Regions from separate parts of the Mus musculus genome. Here region 1 is linked to region 2. The links are chromatin contacts, called in public promoter capture Hi-C maps. All regions are on one chromosome and are shown on one strand. The core of a region is the stretch at or near the end of the contact, and the rest is flanking DNA. Distances in the headings are between cores, read along the strand shown.

Region 1 (7,699 bases), core at 3,271-5,770, 120 kb after region 2:
TGTTGACAAGTGTATGGACCTCGGGTCCTAATTCCAAGCTCAGATCATAATCCCGGGCTCCTCAGCTTCCCAAGTGCTGGAACTGCAGACGTGAGCCACCACACCCGGCTTCCAGGGTAAACCATATTCGTCTGCTCGGTAGGTAGAACTTTCTGTCTGAGGAACTTAAAACTAAACCAGAGGTGACTCAGAAGTCATTTAAGGAGAATTAAGAAACATTTCTTCAGTACTACTGAATATGGCACATTGCTGTTTGGAAATTTGTAGAAATCACACTGAATAATAGTATGATTTTGCTCTAGAATTTAATAAGTAATAAAGTAAAATCTGCTTTCAAGGGACTTCACGTGCTTAAACATATCATCAGTTTCATCAGTGATTTATCTTGAGACAAAAACCAGGGCTGTTTTAAAATGAGACTCCTTAGTACATGTTTATATTACTTGAAGAAAAATGTAGATTTTTTTTTTTAAAGTAAGAATACCTGTCCAAAGTTTGAAAGGCACAGTTCTCATTCACTCTGTTGTGATCATAAAAAGAGAAAGAGCTAGAAGATATGTTCTGGGGGTTGTGGGGGAAGGGGTGCCACAACAGGCCCATGCCAAGGCATCCCTTCCCTGTGAGGGACCAGACACACACTGGTATAGCATAGAACAGAGTTTATTTAGGGCATGGGGAGGGGAGTTAAGAAGGTAGCAGAGGCAGAGAAAGGCAGAGAGGAGAGAGTAGAGAAGCAGAGGCTGGCCATGGCCACATGGGGTGGGGAGAATAGGAGCAAGGGGGCAAGATGTAAGAGCTCTGCCTGTGCCATACCTGCCTGGATACTGCCATGCTCCTGCCTTGATGATAATGGACTGAACCTCTGAACCTGTAAGCCAGCCCCAAGTAAATGTTTGGTTTTTTTGTTTTTTTGTTTTTTAAAGACTTACCTTAGTCATAGTGTCTGTTCACAGCAGTAAAACCCTAACTAAGACACCTTGGTTTTGGCTAAGTTATTTAATTCAGGGTATCCAGTGTTGTTCATTTCGTAGTTCAGTGGTTACCATATCACAATCCAGGCAGCATCCTGTAGCTGCGACCACATCTTCTGAGCCCTCGTGGTCACAGCTTCTGTCACAACCTTATTGTTAACAGATTTCTGACAAGATTGAGCCCTATATAGATTGGTTATAACTGAGTAGAATTCAGTGACAGTAGTAAAAATCATATTGAGAAAGGATAGAAATGAGAACCTTAGGTAGCGTTAGCAAAGAGGCATATGGCTAGAACCAGCCTAAGAGAGCTGGCAGCAGTGGCATAAAATCCTGGTGACAGAAAACGAGTTTGTCCCAGCAGGTTTAAGCGTGTTTCATAAAGTAAGCATGGAGGCAGCATGGACAGGTAAGTGCTTGGGCCTTTTCTCATTTACCAGACTGCTAGCAGTATGTGTGAAGATCCCTTAAAACATATGTTTGAGGACAATTTAGCATCCATTGGATGACAGGGGATGAGAGGGTCACTGAACCTTTCGTTCCAGCATCCTGAGTAAAGGTCAGTGGCGGTCAGTAAAGTCAAACTAGAAATTCAGGTCGTCAAGTGAAAATCTAGAGGCCACGGCCGCAGGCAAAAGTAATTCAACCTGATACCAGGAATTTCCGGCCAGCTGCATGAGCCAAAAGGGTTTATGAATTGCCTTTGGTCCTATGTCCTAACTTGTAGGTAAGCCAGGAGGCCGGTCTTAAGAACCGGGGCAGAAGAGGCTGGCCAGGCACTATTTGGGCATCTAGGATCCCTCTTGCCAACCGGAAAACTCTTTACCAATCAATATGCCGGTGTGTGTTTGTGGGCTTCTGCAGTCTGGTAGCAGAAAATGTGGAACTGAGTGGTTGGTTTGGGCCCCTCTGACTGTGCCTGTAACCCACATGGCAGAGGCTGGGGACTGGGTCTTGAGTCGGGGAGAAAGCAGCCGGCCTGCAGTGGCTGAAGCAGAGGGGCCGCAGGTCATGCAGCCCTGGGTGGCTGCGCCACTGCTGGGGCCCAATGTGGGCAGGGGAGAGTAAGGGCCCAAAGTATCCTAGCAATACACTTGTGGCACATCCACCCAAGTCTCAGGCAGAGAAGCAGAGAGAGAGAAAGAGGCGGGAAGGCAGCATTTTGGAGCCAGATCCACCCCTCTCACATGGAGAATAGAGCCAAGGAGAGAGGGGAGGGCAGCAAGCAGGATCTGTGGCAGGGGCGGAGCCAAACTTGCTTTTCAGGCAAAGCAGCTGGAACAGCAGGCTGCAGATGAGAGGAGGTTAGGGGAAAGTCTAAGCTATAGCAGACTGACCCAAGGGCGAGACATGTGGGGGGTTCCCAGACCTGGCCTGGAATTCTCAGCCTCAAGAAAAAGGAGAGGGAAATCTCACCCAAGGGAAAGGATCTTCAAAAGAGGGGTAGTTCTGAGCTCAAGAAATCTTTTCTGGGGCCATGTAGATAGTCATGCTGACCAGTGGGAATGGGGGGTTTACCAGATCTGGGCTAGCGAACGAGCGTGGATCTCTTGCGGTAGCTGGGGTGGGATGCAAACCTGCAGAGTTTCTAGATCCGAGTCGCGATGCAAAAAGAGAAAGAGCTATTAAGGTATGTTCTGGCGGGGTGTGGGTGAAGGAGACACCTCAGCGGGCCCATGCCATGGCATCCTCCCCCCCCCCCCCCCCCAGAGACCACACACAGGCATAGCATAGAACGGAGTTTATTTAGGGCATGGGGAGGGGAGTTAAAAGGGTAGCAGAGACAGAGAGAAGGAGAGAGGAGAGAAGCAGAGGCCAGCCATGGCTACATGGGGGGTGAGGGTGGGGAATGGGAGCAAGGGGGCAAGACCTAAGAGAGAGGCAAGAGAGTAGGAGGGTAAGAGAGAGGAGGGGTCAAGCAATCCCTTTTATACTGGGCCAAGCCTATCTAGCTGTTGCCAGGTAACTGTGAGGAGGAGCATACCTGGCTGCTGGCAGGAACTGTGGGGGTGGAGTTTAGACAGAATTCCAACACACTCCACCTACTCAAAGCAGAAATCTCTACTATATTAAACTCAGTAATCAGTTACTAGCTGAAATCATACCTGGTCTAAGCACTGAAAATAAATGACTATTGTATGCTCAGCCATAAAAGGGACACCATCTCCTCCAAGGCTCAAGGAACCTCACAAAAGAAAGGTGTCAAACTCATGGGACAAGAGCAAGATCACTACAACAAAGTTTGAGGCAAATTTGGAGCAAGTTTTATTAAGTACTGGCCAGGACGTGGACACTGGTACAAGGTCCACACCCAGGATAACCAGAGAATGGCACCAAATTACATTAGGTGGAGCCTTATGAAGGCCAACCCAGCTTCTCCTCAACAGAAGTCTGACAAGACCCTCTTGGGTTTCTTCAGGTAACACTGCCTTTATTTAGATTCATGGCTCTAGCCAGGCTCTGCCGCTGCTGACAGAGCAAAGTGTCGTGGCAGAAATTCCAGTAGAGAAATTGAAGCAGAAGGATGGTAAATTCAAGGTCAGATCGGAGGATGGGGGTTAAAGAGTATCCATGATTATACATAGAGTTTGAGGTCAGTCAGCGTTGCACGAGAGCTTGTCTCAAACCCAAAAAAGGAGGAAGAAAGGAAAGAAAAAAAAAGGCTGGAGAAATACCTACAGATCAGTGTAGTTAAGAGTTAATTGTGCTCACTGATCTCGCAAAAGACTAAAATCATTTCCAGTGCCTGCACTGGGTGCCTCACAACTGCCTGTAACTGCAGCTCCCGGGGCTCCATTTACCATCTCTTAGGATCTAGTTGGACACCTCATCCTCTCCGGGTGGGGGAAGGAAAGAGAAGAGTAAGAGGGGAGAAGAGAAGGAGGAAGAGAAGGTGGAGGAGGACGAGGAGGAGGGTGTTAAAATGTTTGGTGAGTGAAGACCCAGATCAAGTACTCTTTACGTTTTGTTTTATTTTCAAAGCAATAAGAGTAGGAAAGGTACTCTTAGAGGTGAGGGAGGTTTTGGTACTTTTACCAACTGGGGTTAAATACAGCCACTAATGCCTACTGTGGTCCTACAGGAGTGGGGAGGTTCTACCGAGCAAATGAATGTGGTTTACCTTGAAAGCCGGGTGTGGTGGCTCACGTCTGCAGTTCTAGCACTTGGGAGACTGAGGAACACGAGATACCTAGTTAAGTCCCAGACTTGCAGCTTGATACCCCTGTCCTGACTCTAACCCAACTAAATTAAACCATCCCAACCACCCTTAAAAGTAAGGTTTTTACAATACTGTTTTGTGAGGAAGAGAAAAATGCTGCTACCACGGCAGCCGATGTCTCAGGATCCTTTATTTCTCTGTTCTTCCACAACTGTCACACTGACAACCGGGAACACCAACGACTGCGTTCTGTCCATCCAAGAAGAAAACCGGCAAACTCGTTCCGAGTTCAGGCGCTCCCTGTGTGTCTGCGCACGCTCAGGAGCAACTCAGGTCTTGCCAGGTTGGGCCGCGCTCGGAGGGCGGAGCGCTTGCCACGTGGTCTTGGTGACGTCATCTCCGGGCGCCGAGGGTGACTGGACCTACGGTGGGCGCCCGGCGCTGCGGTTCACTCTGGTTCCGAGGGCGGAAGTGCCCGTCGGGCTGTTTTCTGACCCGGGCGGCAGCACTGTGCGGCTGCGCGCGCACTGGGACTTCTGCTCCTGCGCCTCTGCAGGACAGTGTGATCCCGGCAGACAGAACCCGACCGAGCGGCTTTCGCGCTGCGGGAAGCCGGAGCAGAGCCGGCACCTCGGGTAGGGCTCATGTGTGTCCCGGGCGTGGAAGTGTGGGGCGGGAGTGGGACCGGGCAGGGGCAGGGGCTGCGGGCGAGCGGCCCGTGTAAAGAGCGCACCCGGAGGGATGGCGGGGGAGGCGGTGCCGCTGGGCGGAGGTGGGGTTGGCGAGACACCGGCCCGGGAGCCCTTGGGCAGTCTAGCTGTCCCTTTGGGTAGTTAGTATGTCAGTTCCTTACTAAGGTAGGAAATGTAGCATCGAGTCTGGAGCTCAAGTTAAGGACTTGCATTTTATTTAAATCGTAATTGTTTCGGTGCTTTTTGATTCTATCTAAACGCAGACTGTTTCTCTTCGATGCAGTTCTTTGAGTCTCAGTTTAATTTTAGTACTTAATACTAACAAATGCATTTTTCTGTTAGTAGAACACTTTCGTTTATTTAGTTACTTTGTTGAAATTGCTCTCAAAGAATATAAACTTGAGGAACCTAAGAATCTGGGTGGCATGTAGGTTTTTCTCCCAAAGCATGTAGCATTGTTTTCACTGAGAAAGCATAGCAAGTCTTCACTAGTCAGAACCCCAGGAGCAGTTGACTATCTAAAGCCTTCTAGAATTCACCTGATAAGTATCTTGGGTCCTTGATACCGAGTATTTGAGTCAGATGCAAATATTCTGACTTCATTAAAATTATTGTTTGAATTGAAATTTGAGAACAAGAACATTGGCTTTATGGTAGTTGTCTTGGCAGGTGAGAATGTTACACTAAGTTTAATTGTACTTTGAGCCCAGTTTTGTGGCCTGTACCTTTAATTCCAGCAGTGGAGGTGGGGTGAAGGCAGGAAAATCAGGAGTTTAAGGCCAGCCTTGGCTATTTAGTGAGTTTGCTGCAATCCTAGAGGGCATGGTACTCTTTGCAACACACAGACAACATCCTCCAAAGCCCAAAAACAACCTAGCATTTTTTGGCCCTGCATTGGATCTTGAGCAGCACAAAACCAAACTATAACCCGAAAACAAAACAAACCCCAACTGTGATTGCCCACGTTTCTAATCCTTGTGCTAGAGAAGCTGAGGAAGGAAGGTTGCTTTGGGTTGGAGGCCAGCCTGTACTACAGAGCAAGACTCTTGTCTCCGAAAAGAACACACAAACACACACACACAGCTTTAATCCCGGTCTGCATAGTGAGTTTTAGACTAATCAGAGTGACACAGTGAGCACCTGTCCCAAGGGGAAAAAAGTATTTTCCAGGTGATAGAAAGTTCTAGAAAAAGGATAAGCCAATGAAATGGAATGGGTAGGGGTGGTGGTGTGCATGGGAGATCTAGTGCTGTTCACAGAAAAGGTATGTGAGTGAGGCTAAGCTACATGGAAAGGCCATTGGAGCATACTAGCCAATTCCAGGGGCAAATAGGAGTGCTTAGAGATGAGACAAGGTCATTGTGGGACTTTGTAAAGACTTATTTTTTTTTTCCATTTTAATCATAAAGTGACCAGGTTTTGCCTGCATATCCATATGCCCATCATATTTATGCCTAGTGCCCATCAAGGAGTCTGCTAGAACTAGAGGTACTGAAGGATGTGAACCACCATGTGGGACTGAGAGTCAAACCCATGTGCTCTGCAAGTGCAGCCGGAATTCTTTACTGCTGAACCATCTATTTTTTACTTTTACTTTTTTTTTTTTTTTGAGACAGGGTCTCATTCTGTGGCCTTGTATCAGGCTGGACTTGAACTCATAGCTATCTGCTTGCCTCTGCCTTCTGAGGGCTGGGATTAAAAGTTCAGATTCCTTCCTTCCACCCTTCCTTTTCTTTCCTCCCCAACTCACTCCTTCGTCTCTTTGTCTCTCTGTCTCTGTACAGGATTTCTTTGTGTATTCCTGACTGTTCTGGAACTTGCTCTATAGACCAGGCTGGCATTGAACTCAGAGATCCACTTGCCTCTGCCTCCCAGAGCTGAGATTAAAAGCCTATACCACCACCACCTGGCTCTACTTTTAACTGTCTCTTTTACTGTTTTTTTTCAAATTGGTTTCTCGAAACAAGGTTTCTCAGTGTAACAGCCCTGGATGTCATGGACCTTGCCTTGTTGACCAGGCTAGCCTTGAACTCACAGAGATTGTCCCAAGCAAGAAGGTAGATACACATAGTATACAAAAGTTATATTTTATTACATAGTATACAAAAGTTATATTTTATTACATAGTATACAAAAGTTATATTTTATTACGCTGAGGGTCATTACACAAGGTTCACATTTAAATTCCTAACTATGGTCCTAAGCCTATCTTCACCAAAGCTGCTCACCTGTTCCACCTATCTTAGCTGAAAGTCAGGTCCAGTCTCTAACAGAAGTTTCTGATTGAACAGTCAGCATCCTTGGGGAGACTCTACAGCCACCAAACAGATCACAGTGGCATCTCTCCAGAATTACAGAGCAGAGCATTGCTCTTGGTCTCTGCTTATATACCATCTTATGGGCATCCTGGGGTTCTAGGACTGTGTCTGGTTATCTTGAGTAAGAGATGTAACTGAGTTCTTGGTGTAATGTCTAAAAGGCTTTTTTTCCTCTCTCTCTCTCTCTCTCTCCCTCCCTCCCTCCCTCCCTCCCTCCCTCCCTTTCTTCCTTTCTTCCTTCCTTCCTTCCTTCCTTCCTTCCTTCCTTCCTTCCTTCCTTCCTTTTTTCCTGTGCTCATTACAGGGATCTACTTGTCTCTGCCTCCCAGGTGCCTGGCTTCTAATTTTTATTTTTAATGAGATAAGTTTGAGTCAGGAGCAAATTGAGCTAAGCTGAGTTTTACACTGATTGCCGTGTTGGCTGCAGAAGTGGTCAGAGTGGCTTGAGTCTGGTGTGGTTGCTGCTAAACTGGAGTAGTCAGGTATGGAAGAATGGTTAGGGATGATTGTAAGATGTATGGGCAGAACAACAGACTAATGGGGTTTCTGCTTCTATAG
Region 2 (7,066 bases), core at 1,703-4,202:
AGGAGAGAGGCAGCACTAGAGATGCAACTTGGGTTTTAGGCATGCGAGCTAAGACCTTTATCGATGAGCCCTAACACCAATTTCTTCTAATTTTATTAGTTTTTTGTTTTATTACACACACACACACACACACACACACACACTCCACACACACTCTCTAAATGTAAAAAAAAAAAAAAAAGGTTCGGGTTTGGTTTAGTTTGTAACAGGGTCTGATTCTGTAACCCTTGCTGACCTGTAACTCTCTCTCTCTGTAGACCAGGCTGGCCTCAGCCACACAGAGATCTGTCTGCCTCTGCCTCCCAAGTTCTGGGATTAAAGACACATGCCACCACACCCAGCTTTAAAAAAAATTTTTTTTTCTTTAAAAGAAAATAAAATGGAAAAGAAAATTTAAAATGTAAAGAAGAGTCAGTGTTTCTAGGCCCTTGGGATACATTCATCTATTTAATTGAACAACCACTTGTTATTTCCTTTTTCTGAGTGAGGATATTATGACACAAAATGGTTAGTAACTTGCCAGGATGACATAACTGAGTGTCACACTTACACAGGAATTCAAACTTAGAGAATCAAGGCCCTGAATAAACTCTTTGCAAAACAGAACATCAATTAATATGGACAAATGTCTGTATTCGCTAAGGTCTGCTTAGGCTACTCTGGCCACAGCTACCACAACCCTCAGGGCACACTGCTGGCCTATGATGAAGGTGATAATGTGTGACACTGGTCATGCTTTGACCCCATTATGCAGTAAGTATTTCTATGAAAATAACACAAGATTAGCATGCTTGCCAAGGTCAAGGTGGAAAGATTTTATGAGTGAATTGCAGGAAGAGAGGCAGCCATATTCAGCCTAGTGTATGGAAAGAAACAACGGGCTTTAAGGATGGTCACTCTAAAGCCGCAGATGTTCATTCACAGGATACAGAAAATCTGGAGCCGTAAGGTATCTTAGCAATGGTCAGCTCTTCTAGCAAAAGAGGCACTTCCCCATCCTACCCTACTTCCCATTTCTCCCTCTATAGCTTTGCTTTTATACGAGTTTTAAACTCATGTTTGAGACAAGTAACATAGTAGTCTCCTTTATCCTGAGACGAGGGAAGATAATTTCAAGACAGCCCACTGGACACCTGAAACTGTGGACGATACCAAACCCTGATAGGGGGGTGGGCAGTAGAGAGGTTTTATTTTGTTTTCTCATACCATCAACTTCCACATCTCAAGCAAACATTGAAAATACCAGAGAGGGAAGAGATTGCTCAGTGGTAAAGGATGTAGAGAACCCACATTCTTTATGCTGAACCTCTGAATCTGGCAGCTTAGAACAGCCTGTAACAGCAGTTCCAAAGGACCTGATGTCCTAGGGTGTCTGTGCAATGCGCACGTGCACACACACACACACACACACAGACAGACACACACACACACCATTAAAAGTAAATACTAAATTTAAAAATAGAGAGAAAATACTAGTGAAAAATACTGTATCTGTATTGTCTATACAACTATTTTTCCTTGACATTATTTCCTAAGTAAGATATTTCACCACCACGTATACAGCACTTATAGCATATTCGGTATTAAGAATGTTCTAGAGATGATGAGGGATGGGGAAGGAAGCTGTGATGGCAACACAGCCTGAATTCCCAGTGCCCGGAAGGCTGTGGAATGAGGGTGAAGGTTCCGTTGGGTCTGGGCTAAACCTGGGACTCTAAGTGATAATGAAAACAACAACAATAAAGTCTGTGCTAGGACCTGGGCGCAGTGGAAGCTGCACTGATCATCTGGCCGTCTGCTTTGAACTTCTAGAACTTCCTCCCAGGTGGAGTGAAATGCTTGTAAAGATGCCCAGACTAGAAAAATATCCCAAGGGCTGGCAAGTACATTTGTTTCCAGAGCTTTTGTTAACACAGAGTTCCTCGGAGTTCTGAAGGACAGAATGAAGTGTTTCCTGATGGCCTAAAACACAGAAAGGTTCGAGAAGGAAAATCTACTTGTCACTTTGGTATCAGTTTGTTTTCTCTTGAATAAAATACCAAGAGTCGTGTGTTATTACATTTTGATAGACAGGAAACTAACCATCAATTCTGATAGGATAACTGAAAGTTACACATGCACAATAAAACCAACACACACACACACACACACACACACACAATCTATGTATAATTTAAAACAGGAGCCAAGTTTTTTTCCTTTTGGTGTTGAGACGTGAACCTTGGGACTGTCACAAGCTGGGCCAGCACCCTGTCACTAAGGTACAGTCGCAATCCTTATATTTTAAGAACGAGGTACTCCCTGGTTTGGCTACTCACTGAGTCTCTGGGGGACATTTACCCCAAGGCCACCTTTTCTCTATCCATTTAATAGAGTCAGCTAGCCCCTCTACTTCCTCCTCCTCTGGATCTGTGAGAATAGTGGAGACTAATATCCATGAACATGAGGTACTTTACGATTAAGGCGCTAAAATTAGAGTATTTCCAGAGCTCCAAGGCATTCCTAAAGGCATTCATTTTTGATTCCAACCCTTGGCTGCCCTGCTTTTCTCAGCTGCAGGTGCAGACTTAAGAAAGTCAAAACTAAGGTCCCATGAATGAGACTCTAGAGTACAGGCTGAGGGTCCTGGACCCTGTGGTATAGTTTCGGGGCGGGACGAACTTTGCAAAACCGGCTGAGCCACGGAGCAGGAGGGGATCGGAACACTCAGCGCTTACCTGGTCTCCCCGAAAGCCCCGGGCGGGTGAGGGATAAACACCCCACAGCTGGACGATGGAGACTGCTTCTTCTTGGAGCGCCAGATATGGAAGGTGGGGTGTTTCTTGGGGGCCTTGGACGGGCTGGCCTCCCTGGGGTCGCCCTGCGATGGTGGCGACAACGGCATCTCCTCTTGTGCCTCTTCTGCGGGCTCAGACTCAGTCCTCCCCGGGGCCCAGCGGTGCTGGAAGAACTCACCTGGGCGCTCGCTTGCCTGCCCTATCACGCTCGGCGCCGGACCCCGCCCCCTTGCCCCTGCGAGGGACAGTGGAGGGTTAAAGGACAGCGACTAAGCAAGGCTGGGAGGCGGGAGCTGGCTGGGTCGCTCCACAGTGCCCCCGCGCGGCCAGGTGCAGAGGTCTCGGGAGCCTCGGGTACCACAATCCCGCCCCTCGCCCCCGGATGCGGCGCAGCGCCGCCCCCTACCGGACATGTCGGGAACTGCCCCCCCCCAACCGGAGCCTGGTCCGGTTTCTGTAATAGCAGGGGTGCAGCTGCAGTGGGTCACCCACTGGAGTTCCTTGGCAGCTCTTGGCAATCCGGCTGGCTGGGTGAGTGGCTGCTTAGCCAACCCCATCTGGAGAAGGATGGGAGAGGCACGTCCCCTGTCCAGGCCGCCCAGCAATTAGGACTCCTTCACTCTGGGTGGTTTGGGCAATCACGTGCTGGGCGGTTTGTGATGCTGTTTGTAAGCACGGGAGTGCCAACTTCTCCACTCTCCTCAAGAGTCTGAAGAATTAGTTTGGATTCGCATCCCGTAAAGCATCAAGGGATTAAAAACCACACGGAGAAGGACATTAGCGAAGCTTTGCAGTTCTGAAAGGGCTCAATATACGCCTCACAGTGAATTGAACGTCAGACCCATAAGGTATGCGTCACATCTTTTACTGCTAGTAACTTTCTTTACTTAAGCAGCACTAATATGCAAAGGCAGTGGTATTAAGCGAAGGAAGTTCAGTAACAATCCTTTGGACATCATTAACATACGAAGAGGCTTAAGACCACTGCTCTAAAACGGAATGCCACCACGCTGCAAAGCCTTCTTCTTCGCTTCTTTGCAGATGCAGCTCATGATTTCAATCCTTCACTTACTCATCCAGAGAACATGCATTATTATTCCATTATTTTCTTTACGTTTGTTACAAGATATAGACTACATTGTGGTTAAAGCATACAAATCATGGTGGGCCCAGGAACACATGCCTGTTATTCCAGCACTTGAGAGGCAGAGGCAGACAGATCTCTGTAAGTTTCAGGCCACCCTGGTGGTCTACAGAGTGAGTTCCTGGACAGCCAGAGCTACACAGAGAAACCTTGTCTCAATAAACCAAAACCAAAACAAACCAAAAAACATAACAAAAATGAAACAAAACAACAACAAAAGGAAAGAAAATACCTCCACTCGGTATTAGTGTGTGAAAATTATTTATATTCTTGCTTCTGGCCATTAAAAAATGTGTACTCCTATTGCATGGTATGACTATCCCATAGTCAACTGTGGGTGGACATATAGATTGTTTTCATGTTGGAGTTATTATAAGTAAAGCTGGTGTGGTCCTCAGACATAAGCATTCATTTCTATTGGAGACACACACAGGGGTTCAAACTCAGTAAGAGGATGTGCATATATGCTCAGCACTGGTGAATCCTGCAGGGACAAGGTAACAAATGGTTTTGTAGCATTTTCATGTTTCTTCAAAAGTGTTTAAAAAATTCCAAATTTTAAAAGATCTGTACACACACACACATACACACACACATATATATTATGTTTGTGTATTTATGTGTGTGCGTTTGTTCTATCTGCATGTACACCTGCATGAAGGAAGAGGGACTCAAATCCCATTACAGATGGTTGTGAGCCACCATGTGGTTGCTGGGAATTGAACCCAGGACCTCTGGAAGAGCAGTGGACTGCTCTTAACCGCTGAGCCATCTTGCCATTATCCAGTCCCCAAATTCCAGTTTTTAAATCTATTTTACACCTAATTTGAATCTGAGTCCTTTAGCTGCTTGCTAACTACAAGGAAAATGTTGGCTTTCCAGGTTCCACCTCAGAGAAAAGGAATCCATGTGGTTAAAATTTGGCAGGCTGGAAAGATGGCTCAGTGGTTAAGAGAACTGGCTGCTTTTCCAGAGGGCTTGATCGAAATCCCCATTAATGACATGGTGGCTCAAAAAAAAAAAAATTGGTGAACAGAGAAGGTATTCAAAGAAGCCATGTGGTATGGTCAGTGTGTGAACAATGGCCACTTCTAGAGCAAAGGGCAACCAGGTATAGGAATTCCAAAGTGACTGTGTCTTGGTGGCTCATCAACAGGGAGGTGACCAGTTTGTGAGTTTGTCACTGATGAATAATGAATAAGAATTTACCAGAGAGAGAAGAGAGGGTGTATATCCAAGGAAGAGAATAAACAAGATTGGCCAAAGGCAAGGATTGCAAAAGGCCATGTGTTGTTGATAGGGAAGCTGTAGAAAAGGGCACGAGATGGGTCAGTCAGGCAGAGCTGGACGGAGAGCTCATTGTAAATCAGGCTCCTGCAGCACCCAGCCTTGGCTCCACAGGCAATAGAACTGTAGTTTGGATCTTACGTATTCCCCCAACCATATAGTGAAGGTTCAGTATAGTGAAGGTTCAGAGTCTATTATGGTGCAATTTGAAACTGATGGGCCCATTAAGTGTTAGGAGGTCTCCCGGCCATCATAGGCGCATCCACGAAGGAGAGAATCCTAGGCCCTGCTCTGTCTTTCTCTTTTGTTTTATAGCATGAGCCGAGTGGTCTTCCTCTGCCATCACCCTGGGCGGCCTAGCACCAGCCCCAAGAGCAGGGGGCCAACTGAACATACACCATGACTTCAATGGAGTGGACCAGAACAAGCCCCACCTCTCTGTAAGCTGATTGTATTAGGTCTGTGTCAGACTGGCGGAAAGACAAATAGCACAGGACCTAGTTATATTCTTAGGCAGAGACGTGATGTGAACAAGCTTGGTTCTTACAAAGAAGGCTTCCCTGAACGGCTCAGAGTTGGAAGAAAATCTAAGTTGAGTCGACTAAGGCCACCTTAGAGTATTCTGCAGAAAGTCAGAAGATGGGGCCCATAAAGAAAAGGAAATGGGGACTTGAGAATGGGTCAGGGATGTGTTTGCTCCACTCAGAGACCCTGTTTCAAAAACTCTGCTTCCATAAGCATACCCTCACACACATGTGTGTATACACACACACACACACACACACACACACATGTTTTTAAAGAAGGAACAAAGTTGGCAAAATGGCTCAGCAAGTAAAGTATCTTGTTATACACACCTGGTGACCTGAGTATACTCTCAGGACTCAGTGTAGAAGGAAGGAAATGATGCCTAAGAGCTACTCTCTCTCTCTCTCTCTCTCTCTCTCTCTCTCTCTCTCTCTCTCACACACACACACACACACACACACACACACACAGAATTCCCTTGGTGGAACAAAACTTTATGAGATGGAATCCAGGACCTGTAAGTGAGTGAGGAGGGAGAGATAAGAAAGGGTTACTAAGGAGTGAGTCTTCCAGCCTAGGCACATAGACAGCATTAGCCTAAAACAGAAATACTGGAGAAAGACTAGTCTTTGCATATGAAAGCAAGCTTGGTTTTGAACATATTGAAGCCTGGAGACTCCGTAGGTAGATTTAATTTAGGAATTCATTGAAAAAATGAATCTGGAGGTCATAGGTCAGAACAGCATGTGAGAAGGTATATGGTTGACTCTTCCCTCTGCCCAGATATCTGACCTATCTCAGAGGCAAGGCCCCTTCAACCAACACTGGTTCTTTTTTCTCTATCAAATCTTGTTTGAATTTCATTTTAATCTGACAGTCTATAGAAATGCCCATAATTCTCCACACACCCCACAAATAAACCTTTTCTTCCTTGATCCTTAAATTGGGCAGGAAAGCTTCCTCATCAGCAAATATAACGTAGGCAGAACTTGAACACCGGAATGTAGGTCACTGCTTCTCTAAGAATCTCTCATCTGCACGTTTGTTTAGAGATAATCTTGCCCTACAGTTCAGGTTGGCTTGGGATCGCTAGATAGACCAGGCTGGCCTCAAATTCATAGCAATACTCCTATGTCAGCTTCCTGGTACTGCAGGAGATTACAGGCATGAGCTATCACACCTGACTTCCTTTTGGATTCTTGCTGTGTGTCTGGAGTTGCCTGTGAGTGTTAAGAGGTGTGTGGAGAATTTGCAATCATCATCAATAGACAACAGATAGCCAACCATTACATATGTGAGGCTGTCTGAGACCAGTCAGCCTCCACATAAG

Evidence for each region. Promoter capture Hi-C pulls out the DNA fragments that hold promoters and counts their contacts.
Region 1: a promoter capture Hi-C map of embryonic stem cells shows a contact between it and region 2, with 5 times the contacts expected there. The contact joins the promoter of Atg5 here to the promoter of Crybg1 in region 2. A contact is called at or near these places in 3 of 39 promoter capture datasets (embryonic stem cells, liver and stem cell-derived epiblast-like cells), 1 of 115 datasets of contacts at active chromatin or transcription factors (embryonic stem cells) and 1 of 9 other capture datasets (adipose tissue).

Annotation. Positions count from the first base shown.
Region 1 is chr10:44,263,819-44,271,517 of GRCm38.p6, forward strand. It overlaps Atg5 (autophagy related 5), which reads left to right and starts at 4,521. Exons shown (of 8, transcript NM_053069.6): 1 at 4,521-4,766. It overlaps Gm40637 (a long non-coding RNA gene), which reads right to left and starts at 4,384. Exons shown (of 2, transcript XR_871625.2): 1 at 4,295-4,384; 2 at 3,924-4,143.
Region 2 is chr10:44,145,876-44,152,941 of GRCm38.p6, forward strand. Crybg1 (crystallin beta-gamma domain containing 1) reads right to left here and starts at 2,953. Exons shown (of 22, transcript NM_001368305.1): 1 at 2,718-2,953. The coding sequence starts at 2,884.